2 separate regions of the Hordeum vulgare genome follow, and region 1 is linked to region 2. A link is a contact called in public Hi-C data. All regions are on one chromosome and are shown on one strand. Each heading gives the region's core, a stretch centred on a gene start, on an enhancer-like site or on the middle of the called end of the contact. The rest is flanking DNA. Distances are from core to core; before and after follow the strand shown.

The links. A called contact is a pair of places that touch in the nucleus more often than the background predicts.
Region 1: a Hi-C map of seedling shows a contact between it and region 2, with 3 times the contacts expected there. The contact joins the promoter of LOC123453119 here to the promoter of LOC123397454 in region 2. A contact is called at or near these places in 2 of 6 Hi-C or Micro-C datasets (leaf and seedling) and 1 of 1 datasets of contacts at active chromatin or transcription factors (embryo).

What each region holds. Positions count from the first base shown.
Region 1 is chr5H:333,910,731-333,916,032 of MorexV3_pseudomolecules_assembly, forward strand. It overlaps LOC123453119 (monothiol glutaredoxin-S12, chloroplastic-like), which reads left to right and starts at 2,753. Exons shown (of 2, transcript XM_045129885.1): 1 at 2,753-3,170; 2 at 3,513-4,230. The coding sequence starts at 2,808. The coding sequence ends at 4,019.
Region 2 is chr5H:333,379,062-333,385,153 of MorexV3_pseudomolecules_assembly, forward strand. LOC123397454 (wiskott-Aldrich syndrome protein family member 2-like) reads right to left here and starts at 1,851. Exons shown (of 3, transcript XM_045091982.1): 1 at 949-1,851. The coding sequence starts at 1,722.

The sequences.
Region 1 (5,302 bases), core at 1,503-4,002, 530 kb after region 2:
CTTTTATTAGTACAGATAAACATTTAGACAATATACTGTGAACATTTTCCAAAATATACATTGACCAAGTTTAATATAAGTTGAAATTTTTAAATATTTTTTTAATATATGATGAATATTTTTAAAATACACACAAAACTTTTTGTAAAATTTTCTGAACAATTTGTTATTATATGTGAACATTTAAAAAATATACATTGAACCTTTCGTAAAGTACTTTGAACTTCTTAGTATATTATGAACATTTACAAAAAACGCATTGACCTTCTTAGTATATTTATAATCTGAATATGATGTTATTTTATTTATTTAATATTCTAAATTGGATGTAGGGTGTAATGTTAATTAATAGCACACAATATGTTTTTTAGTATTGGCGTCGATCCTGTTACAAATGAACACCTCATCAAAATCGTACTGAAGACAAAAGAAACCATTAATAATAACGCATGCATGTCTCTGCAAAACCCGACAGGGTAAAAAAGGAAGTTGATGTTCATCTTATGCTGAGAGGCAATACCGATGGGATGCCATGTTTAAATAAAGGAAAATGAACCTATTAGGGTATTTTCTTTCCCATTGATTTATTGCGTTATGGGCATGTCATATTTTTTTCCGTTACAACGCACGGTTTCTTTTGCTAGTAGAAAAAAAGGATAACAAGGAAAAGGAGGAAACATAAGAAACAACTAAGGCTGGTCACAATGGGGAAGAACTTAGCAGTAACATCACACACTCCAATACAACTTTGCTTATGTGGCACGTATTTAGTGAAGAGAGAGGTGCTTGTGGTAACTAGCTAAGTTACCGAAACATCACACACTCCAAGAAACAATGAGTCTATAGCTTAATAAATGCATTGTTGCATGACACTACATACATGTTACTCCCCATTGTGGAGGTAGGAACATAGTCTAGGAAAGCATGTAGGTTCCTACCTTATGTTACTCTCCATTGTGACCAGCCTAACCCAACATGGGCTAACCCAACTAGGGCATCGGGAGGGACACTCCCTCGACGAATTAAGCCTTATTTTCATCCTATGAGCGGCAAATTGCATTGGCGTAGAAAGTAGGGATTTCCATTGGGATGTCCGGTTTACATATTAGTCAGGATGTGACCCACTGAAAATTACAGCCCAATAATCTATCGTTTACTATTTAATATTCCAAAAAAATATATTAAAATATATACTTCAGAATTATATTTAGAAAATATTTTATGATATTTTTGAAATTTAAATAAAAGACTAAAAGCGTATTTCAAGAATGCTCATCATGGATGCAAAAAATGTTTATCGTGTGCTAAAAAGTATAATGTATAACTTGAAAAAGTCAAAAAATAGTAATAATGAAATAGAAAAGAAGTACTCCATCTTCTCTGGATTATAAAATATTCTGACATTTTTCTAATATGATGTATATAAGCGTATTTTAGTGTGTTTGTTCATTTATTTTAGTATGTATGTAGTTCATATATTATAGAATATCCATAGGTCTTATAATTCAGTACCAAGGGAGTAGTGCTGACTTTAGAAAATAAAAGAGAAAATAACGAAACCCGGCTGACACAATCGGCAAATGGGGCTTGCCCAGAGCATTTAACGAGGAAGAAAAAGAATTTTGCTGAAATCACTAGTTAGCGAATACACGTTGCAACGATTACTTCCATCTTCACACGTTGCGCCAAGTGATGCATTCTATGCGTGCCATTTGTCGCAACCTGTTAGTTTTTCCTTTTTTCGTAGATTCGTATTTTTAAAACATTTTATCTCCTAAACTATGGGTCTAAATCTCGAACTGTTTTCACCGTTGTCTTTCTCGCGTTGAGATCTTCAAAACTAGATCCTATATTGATAGGTTTGATAAACTTTTTTCACAAAAAAACCAAAAGAAAAAGATCGGACGAAAAAATCGTGCCTCACGCGATAGCAAAAAAAAACAAGTTTTTTCCTTTCTGAGAGGCATGGGTTGTGTCTCTCGCGAAGACAAAACTGTGGCTCTCTCGGAAGGAAAATCGTGCCTCTCGCAAAAAAAAGTAGAACCGTGCCTTTCATGGAAACAAAACCGTGCGTCTTAAAAAAAACAAAAAACGTGTTTTCCCCTTTCGGGAGAGGCACGGACGTGCCTCTCGCGAAGGCAAAACCGTGACTCTCGCAAAAAAAACAGAAACGCGTTTTTTTTCTGAAAGGCACGGGCGTGCCTCTCGCGAAGGCAAAACCATGACTTTTGCGGAAGCAAAACCGTGTCTCTCTTAAAAAAACAGAAAACACATTTTTTCCTTTTCTGAGAGGCACGGCCGTGCCTCTCGCGAAGGCAAAACCGTGCCTCTCACGAAAGCAAAAACGCGTCTCTCGTAAAAAAACAGAAAACATGTTTTTTCGCGTAAAAAAACAAAAACACGTTTTTTCGCGAAATTTTTTTCATCCAAAAGTTATGAAAGATCGGTAGAAAACCGTAAGATCAAAAAAATTCCGAAAAAACACTAAAAAGACGAAAACGCGTGCGAAAAAATAAAAAATAAAATTAAAAAAAAACGCTCAGAATGCGACACGTGGCGACGGCTGAAAATACGCCAAATGGCGACACGCAGGAGCGATCGTTGAAAGCGCTCGCTAACTAGTTGCTCCCGCATTTTGCGCATACGAGCAACTAGTTTTATAAAAAGTTGGGCTTTTCTCTGCTATTAGTCTGTGGGCCGTGTGCCATCCAGCCCAGTTAGAGAGGAAGAACGCGCGGCTGGACGACATCATCGTCTCCACTCTCCACACACCTCCACCTCACCTTCTCCTACTCAGCCGCGCCACCATGACTTTCCCCATGGCCACCTCCACCGCCTCCACGGCTGCCGCCGCTTCCCTCCGCATCCTCCCGGCGCCGGCCACCCCATCCTCCCGCACTCTCCGCTTCCCGCCCATACTCCGCCGCGCGCCCCGCGCCCTCTTGTCCGTCTCCGCCCTCAGCAAGCTCTCCGAGGCGTCACCCGTCCCCATCCCGCAGGAGCCCACCCAGACTTTGCCCGACGAGGACTCGATCCCCCCTAGGCCCGGGGTCTACGGCGTCTTCGATCCCGCCGGGGACCTGCAGTTTCTCGGGATCTCGCGCAACGTCAGGGCCAGCGTCGAGGGGCACCGCAGAAAGGTGCCCGCTGACCTCTGCGCCTCCGTCAAGGTATACACATCACGCGTCACCCATTCCGTAGGATTTCAGTTACATCATGGAATTGGATTGCGCAGAGTGTCCAATGAATTGAATCGTGATAATTGATTGCTTGCCTCGTCCTATAGTGTTTGATGATGAATGCTTCTGAAGTGATCATGCTTTCTTCTAAAGCAGTTTACCTTAAGAGGGTTGGTTGATATACACAAATATAGCGCTCTTGCACTCATTTTGATCACTTCTGCAGATGATTGCCCTGTAGTAATGACTATGTATCAACTCTCAGAGTCTCAGTTATCTCTCTTCACGTTTTGACCATGCTACTTGAGAATTTGACCACACCTATCTCTACAGGTTGCAATACCAGACGAGGAAACACCAGATAAAAGTGTCCTGACTAATGCTTGGAAATCATGGATGGAAGAATACATCGCAGCCACTGGCAAGGCGCCACCGGGGAACGTTGCCGGGAACCACACTTGGATCGGTCCTCCACAGAGACCTGCAGACTTGCGTTTGACTCCTGGTCGTCATGTTCAGCTAACTGTGCCGCTTGAACAGTTGATTGATCGGTTAGTGAAGGAGAATAAAGTGGTTGCCTTCATCAAAGGATCAAGAAGCGCTCCCCAATGTGGGTTCTCGCAAAGAGTGGTGGGGATCCTGGAGGCACATGGAGTTGATTTCGCATCCGTAGATATTCTTGATGAGGAGCACAACCATGGGTTGAGAGAGACCCTGAAGACCTACAGCAACTGGCCAACCTTCCCGCAGGTTTTTGTTGGAGGAGAACTTGTGGGAGGATGTGATATTATTTCATCCATGGCTGAAAAGGGGGAGCTTGCTGCCCTGTTCCAAAAGTAGAACTCTCACCTTGGAGTTTAAGTAATGTCTTGTTTTATCAGGTGCCAAATGCAAGCTTATCTCCTGTATTGTTGCAATAATACTTAGCTTATTGTAAGGCACAAAGTTCTTGACTCAGAAAAACATTCATCCAATTTAGATGAGGCAGTATTGTACTGTGAAACTTACTGGTCGTTTTTGAGAGCAGGCTTAGCAAAGGTGTTTGTGTGTATTTTTGTGGTCGTTTCACATTTGCACATGAATACATTGTAGCTACATGAGAGAAGTATGTGGTGCATAAAGTGACAAAATCGCTGGACTGAGCTCTAAGGTTCAACTCAGAAATGTAAAATTAAAACTTCAAACATTTTTCTAGGTTCACTTTGCAAACTATGTGATGGCTGAAATGTTTCTTGTTGCCTCAATATTTCCTTTATTTTTTTCTTTCAAATTAGTAGAAGATAAAGCTATCTGCACTTCAAGTGTTCAGTTGATTTATTTGTCAGTGTGCTCTAGAAGTGTTGGATCTGTACAATGAGGAATCAAGAGAGAGGCACTTGTAGATTTCTGGAGCAGATTGATTTTCTATTAATGACTTTTACTATTGGAAGAAGTAACAGAAAAGAAGCGGCAAGCTTTCCTGTACCATATGTTGGCTGGTTATCTGTATACTCTGCCAGAAGCAAATATAGCAGGTAAGCTCAACACTTGATGCAGACTATGTGAATTTGATGGAGAAAGTCTGTCTATCAATCTTTAGGAAAGTTTCTACTGGAGGCAAGATATCTTCCAAGCATGACTTATTCAATTAATTCCGGGATCATGGTAACCAATGACTCAACCTGTTTCTTCTTGATTCAGTTTTAAGCACTCCTGTTTAAACTTAAATCAGAATGGGTTCTACTGTTGCCATTTTTGCATTATTTTCTGCCATTACTAAATAGTGTTTTTCATTTCTCCAGCAGAAGTGGAGAAGCCATCATAAATTTGGTGGGGCTTATGGGTTAGGAGTTGGATGGATCGATGGTCATCCACAAGTACCAGGAAACTTCTGATGTCATGTTACAGCACACTGGCCAGGCATGCTGCAAGGACGAGCACTCTACTGAATGCTCTCTTTGCAAGCCTTTTCCACCTCAAGGAAATTGATGGGATTTGGGGTCTTTAGGCTAATTCTCGTAAGTCTTCTATTCTTAAACATTTCAAATGGATTTGTGACTTCTGGATTTTACGTCACGTCTTTGTTGATGCTTAAATTTTTGACATTATCGTATCTTTATTGTTCTTACCTTTTAGCTTACCTG
Region 2 (6,092 bases), core at 601-3,100:
TCTAACAACACAAGCACTGCCCTTGAAGTAGGATAGTAACTACCAAACCACCAGATTTATATGATTTAAACACACATATAGAGTTACCAAAGCACGTCAATATATCAAATTATACCAGGAACTGCTTAATTCTGCATGTCTCTACATATGTCTGTGCAGGCTCAGATATACTTCCTCCGTTCCTAAATATAAGTCTTCTAAGAGATTTTACTATGGACTACATACGGATGTATATAGACATACTTTAGAATGCAGATTCACTCATTTCGCTTCGTATGTAGTCCGTAGTAAAATCTCTTAAAAGACTTATATTTAGGAACGAAGGGAGTATATAGCTAACCATGCACAGGTAGTACATAGAGACACACAAGAAAATGAGTATGGAGCCTTAAACAGCGGCACTAGAAATTTAATACAGCTAATAACATCTACTCCCTCCTAAATAGTTGTAGTTGGGAAGAACTAGTCTAGTTCTTTCCAACTACAATTATTTAGGTACAGAGGGAGTATAAGTCTTTTTAGAGATTTCAATACGGACATACGGATGTATATAAACATATTTTATATTTTAGTGTGTAGATTCAGCCATTTTGCTCTGTATGTGGTCCATATTGAAATCTCTATAAGGACTTATATTTAGGAACGGTGGGAGTAGTAACAACTGAATCTGCCATCTCTAACTATACAGGGCACAATTTCTGTTAAGTATCAGCATTTATATCCACATTACGATCCCACATGCACAAATTGTCTGAACATGAATAGAATCCATGATCTGAGCATGAATATAGTTTGTCAATCGCTAGAAGCATCCTGCAATTTAGAGTGAATACGGATTTACTGGATGGTAGACACCAACCCTCCGAACTGATAAATATATGATCTTGTCCAATGCAGGGACAAGCAAATTAAACAGTACACATACTGCAGAGCATGAAGAGTACTCACCGGCGAGGCAGCGTGTTTCCCCTTCTTTTTATCTCTCAGTACCTTGGCAACAAGGCCGGCCCTCCTCTTGCCCTTGCTGTGATCCTCAGTTTCTGAGATCTCGGAGTTCTTCCTGTCGCTGATCTTCCAGTTGGCGCCCCTGCGGACGAGTACCTTGGCGGCCTTCCACCCGTCGGTGCTGGTGTCGATGACGGTGACCTCCGTCCTGGAGCGCCTCTCCCCGTGCTCAGCAGCCGCATCCCTATCGTCCCGGCGGCGCTTCCTGGCCTTGGCCTTGTCTTTGTCGTCCTTGTTGGCGGGCTTGACGTTGGAGCGAGGGCGGGGTCGGTACTGCTTGCGGAAGGGCTTGAGGAGGCGGTTGGATCGCGGGGCGGAGGGGACGGCGAAAATTTCGGAGATGACGCCAGAGAGTGGCGGCGGCGACGGCGGCGGCGATGGCTGTGGGGGGTGGTTGTTGTTGGTATCACTAGGGTTTGGGGGGGCGGGATTGCGGGGCGGCTTGGGGATAGACTTGGGATTATGGGGCGGGTCTTGGGGGTTGGTGGCGGCGTGGTCGCGGTCGGACGGCGGCGGCGGCGGCAGCAGCAGCGGAGGGGGGACAAGCGGAGGAGGAGAGGGAGGGGACAGCTGGATTCGGCCGTAGAGGAGGTCATCGATTTGGAGGTGGGAGGGGAAGGAGAGGCCGCCCTTGGTGTGGAGGCGGTGGAGCCATGACGGCGTTTTGTTGTTGCTGCTGCTCTCGGCCACGGAGAGCACCCAGTGGCAGCACGGCATTCTTCCCCCTTGCGCCGATCAGCCGTGGCCGCCGCCGGGATTTGGGGGGTTGAGGGAAGCAGGAAGAAGGTTCTGAGATACGACTAAGGAGCGGATGTCCGTTTCATACTAGAATGCCTTTCGCTTACGGAAGAAGATATGGTTCGTGAGCGTGTGATAAGAGCATCTCTACCAAACCCTGTACAATGTCCCGGTAAAATAACCCCTAAAATAAAAACCGGAGCGAGAAATGTTCTCAGACCAGACCCCTCAAATTCGTTCGACCCGTAAAAAAATTAAGGGGCGTGGCAAAATCCCCTCCCCGACCCGCGAAAACATAGGTTTCTGCCGCGCCTATACGATGATGTGTTGTATCGTAGAAAAACGGTTGGCGGGACGGACATTTCACCCGCGCTCTTTCCCACCCCCTTTGGTCGCCGCACCACGATTTGTTCCCCCAGTCCGTTGCTGGCTCAGGGCGCCGCTATCAGTCGAATCTTCGGGGTGAATCGCGCCGCTCGTTCGTTGCTTCCCTCTTTCGCCGAGCCGCTGCACCGGCTCCGCCGGATCCGCCAATCCACAACGGCGGGAGAGCCATCGCCGAAGATGGACTTGAGCCTCTGCGAGAAGTTTCTACTTGAGGATTCATCCTCTTCGGATGACTCGGATGTTGAGAGGATGCTTCTCACATTTCTCTAGGAGAGCTTGGTGATGGCCCTGACCCTGAAGGAGCACGAAGACGAGAACCGAAAGAGGCGGCGTGGATCGACTGTCGGTCGTCTTTGCATTCCTCGAAATTGCCATCTCGGCACTGAGATGTTGATGCGGGATTACTTCGTCACCAATCCAACATACCCGCCGCACCTTTTTCGGAGAAGATACCGTATGCGCAGATCCCTCTTTGTTAAAATTGTTCAAGCTTGCAAGGCGAATTGTCGATATTTTACTCAAAGAAGGAATGCCACGGGCCGGCAATGGAACAAGGAGGTGCGCGCGGATCTGAGAAGTGGGGCGACAACAGCAACAACACCGTGGCTGGCGGTGCTGCAGGTGGAAGGCAACCCCAGGCTCAGGATCGTCGCCATCCTACCCCCGGCAAGAGGAACATCTCCCCACTAGTGGGACATGCTAAGGTTTGCGCTACCTGCAAGGATTCGGGTCACTTACCTGCGTACTATCCGCGTGTTGTGTGTGGTAGATGTGGAAATCATGGTCATCTGTTCTCTGTGTGCAACACGATGCTGCCTTGGGAATGTGTGGCGCCGATGTGTGGGTTTCAAGCTAGGGGAAGGGTTTTTTCTACATACATGACCATAGCACCCCGAGTCAGTCTACTGATAGGAATCATTTCATTGTTATATCTGTGGTTGAGGGGCAAGCTTCTGGTAGACAGTTGGAAGAATTTTTCAATGCATATATCAACACAAACTGGAGGTGCTCTGCTAGGTCTATTGGTCCTAATACCTTTGTGATGAGGTTTCCTTCACCTAGAGATGTAGACAAGGCCTGCTTTGCTGAAACTATGAATGTAAAGAGCTGTGGGGCTGTTATTAACTTGAGGAAATGGTCAGAATCAGTGGGGGGGAAGGGTATATACTTAACATTGCTTGGGTCAATGTTAGCAATATCCCTTTGGACAAAATACATGAAAAAAATATTGCATATGTGGGATCCTTGGTTGGTGTGACTCTGGAGATTTATAAAGCCACTATAAATAGACCAGAATCAGTTAGAATTAAGCTGGGATGTAGAGATGCTGAGAATATTCCTCCTTCAATAGAGGGAGTTTTGGGGGGACACTTTTATGATTTTTTCTTCTCTGTGGACAAGATCCGTGTGAAAAATCCTCCTAAAGAGAAAGTTAATGTGTAAATGGAAACTGATGGGGGAACTCCCCAAAAAGGGCTAGGCTAACTGATAATAGTCAACCTGGGGGACAAAATGCCTCTTCATCCACTATTGGGGAGTCTTCGGCTCCCTTTGGCATATCTGGGGGAAAGAATATGAAGCACATGAATCTGGATACGGTTGAGAAAAATGATGGGAATGAGCAGAGTGATCAAAAAAGTGATGAAATACAATCTGAGGAGGAGAGTGAGGAAGTTGATGATATGCTGCTCATAGATTCTATGGCTGCTGAGGCAGAGAAAAGCCAGATAAAAGAAAATGAAAAAGGCCTACTAAGGGCTCCTCTTATGAGAAGATAGTGATGAATTCAATGCAAATTATGCCTAGTCTTGTGGTCAACAGAAAATTTTCTTCTTATCTGGATGCATGTGTGGGAGAACCTACTGTCACTGAGATGGAAATTGGGGATAATACTTGTCAGAACGAGGATCAAACATATTTTGTGCAATCCCCTGTTGAGTCCAGTGAGCCTGTGGATGTTATCCCTACTCCTCCTGCTTTGGAGGAAGCACATACTAGGTTCAGCAAAAGGATTGTTGGGATCAATATGGAGCATGTGGGTGCCAAAGCTGAGAAGATGGCAAGAAAGAGAAACCTGCAAGGTAATGAGCCCATACGTAGTAACTCTTTTGATGTGTCATCCAATATGGAAATTATATCCACGGCTTCGCAAATGGGAGTGAATATTCCTGATGATGACTTTACTATTATTGATGTTATTAGAGAACTGGAAAGATCCAGAGCCAATATAGCTAAGAAAATTAGTAACTATGAAAAACAGCAAGAAAAAATGTTGTTGCTTACTAAAGTTGCGGGGAATCTTCCCCTCTTAACACATCTTGGGGGATGAGGGGGGCCTCGATGAGGAAGGATTCAAAACTGTCAGATCTAGGAAAAAAGAAAGGAGGAAAGTTAATGTGGTTATTTCTAAACCTATAACTAGAAGTCAAACCAGAAATTGAATGGAGTTGCAGGTAAGACCATGAATCCTGGTAAACCTCGCAACAAAATTCAATCCCCCAAACACAAAAGGAAATTATGTGTCTCTTTTGGAACTGTAGGGGGATGGGGAAGAAAGGTATGGCTACTTATTTGGGTGATTTGATTAGAGATTTCAAACTTGATTTTGTGGGTATTCAAGAGACGATGAAAAAAGAAATTTCCTCTAAGTTCTTGAGGAAATTTGATCCTGGAGATAAATTTTGTTGGAATTGGATTCATGCTGTAGGAAAGTCTGGAGGAATTATTTGTGGAGTCAGGAACAATTGTTTTGATATTAAGAATTGTATTGCTGGTAAATACATAATGAAGCTGGAACTTTGGGATAAGTGTAGGAAAGACAATTGTTGCATAATGACAATTTATGGATCTGCTCATGAAGAGCATAAGATGGATTTTCTTACTGAATTGGCCAATATGTGTGGGAATGTGGTATATCCTTATATCATTGGGGAAGATTTTAATATCCTGAGATTCACTAATGAGAAGAACAAGAAAGCTAAGTTGGGGCACTCTTCTGATCTCTTTAATGCTATTATAAATACACTCTCTCTCAGGGAGGTTGATATGAGTGGTGCTCAATATACATGGTCAAATAACTAGAGCAAATCAACCCTTGAAAAACTAGATAGGGTGCTTATGTCCGATTCTTGGGAAGGTATTTTTCCTTTCACTTTTTTTAGAAAATTTGTGAGGGAAATCTCAGATCATTGCCCCCTGATTTTGAATACAAAAGACAATATTCCTTTTACCCCCAGGAACAGGGGATTCAAATTTGACTTAAACTGGCTGTAGAATCTTGACTTCTTACCTTTGGTTGCCAAGATTTGGATGAGACCTGTAGGTTTTAAGAACCCTATCGATATCATCAATATCAAGTTAAATAGATTTAAAACTTTCTTTAAGGGCTGGGGTTCGAACAACTTTGGGAAGGCAAGACTTAGGAGGAAATGGTTAAGAGAAGAACTTGGGCATCTAGAAAAGTTACAAGAAACTGACACTCTATCACCTGGAATGTATTGCAAGAAGGTGGATCTTGAAGTAGAATTGAATAACCTTTTGATGGAAGAGGAAATATCATGGTTGCAGAAATCTCATGATAGCTGGCTACTTAAAGGTGATAGTAACACTGGTTACTTTCATAAAATTGTGAATGGAAGGAGGAGAAGAAACACTATTGTATCTCTTAGCTGTGATGGTGTGGTCACTGAGGGTAATGAAAATCTCCTTAGACATGCTACAAATTTTTACAAAGAGCTATTTGGCCCGACTCCTGGGTACTTATGTGGGATCGACAGTAACATGTGGAAAGAGCGGGAGAAACTGAAGGAAATTGATAATTTTATCTTATTAAGACCCTTTTCGGAAGTAGAGATCAAGAATGCCTTATTTTCCATGAAACATAATAAAGCTCCAGGACCAGATAATATCTCGATTGAGTTCTTTCAAAGTTGTTGGGGTGTGGTGAAGAATGATGTGAGGAT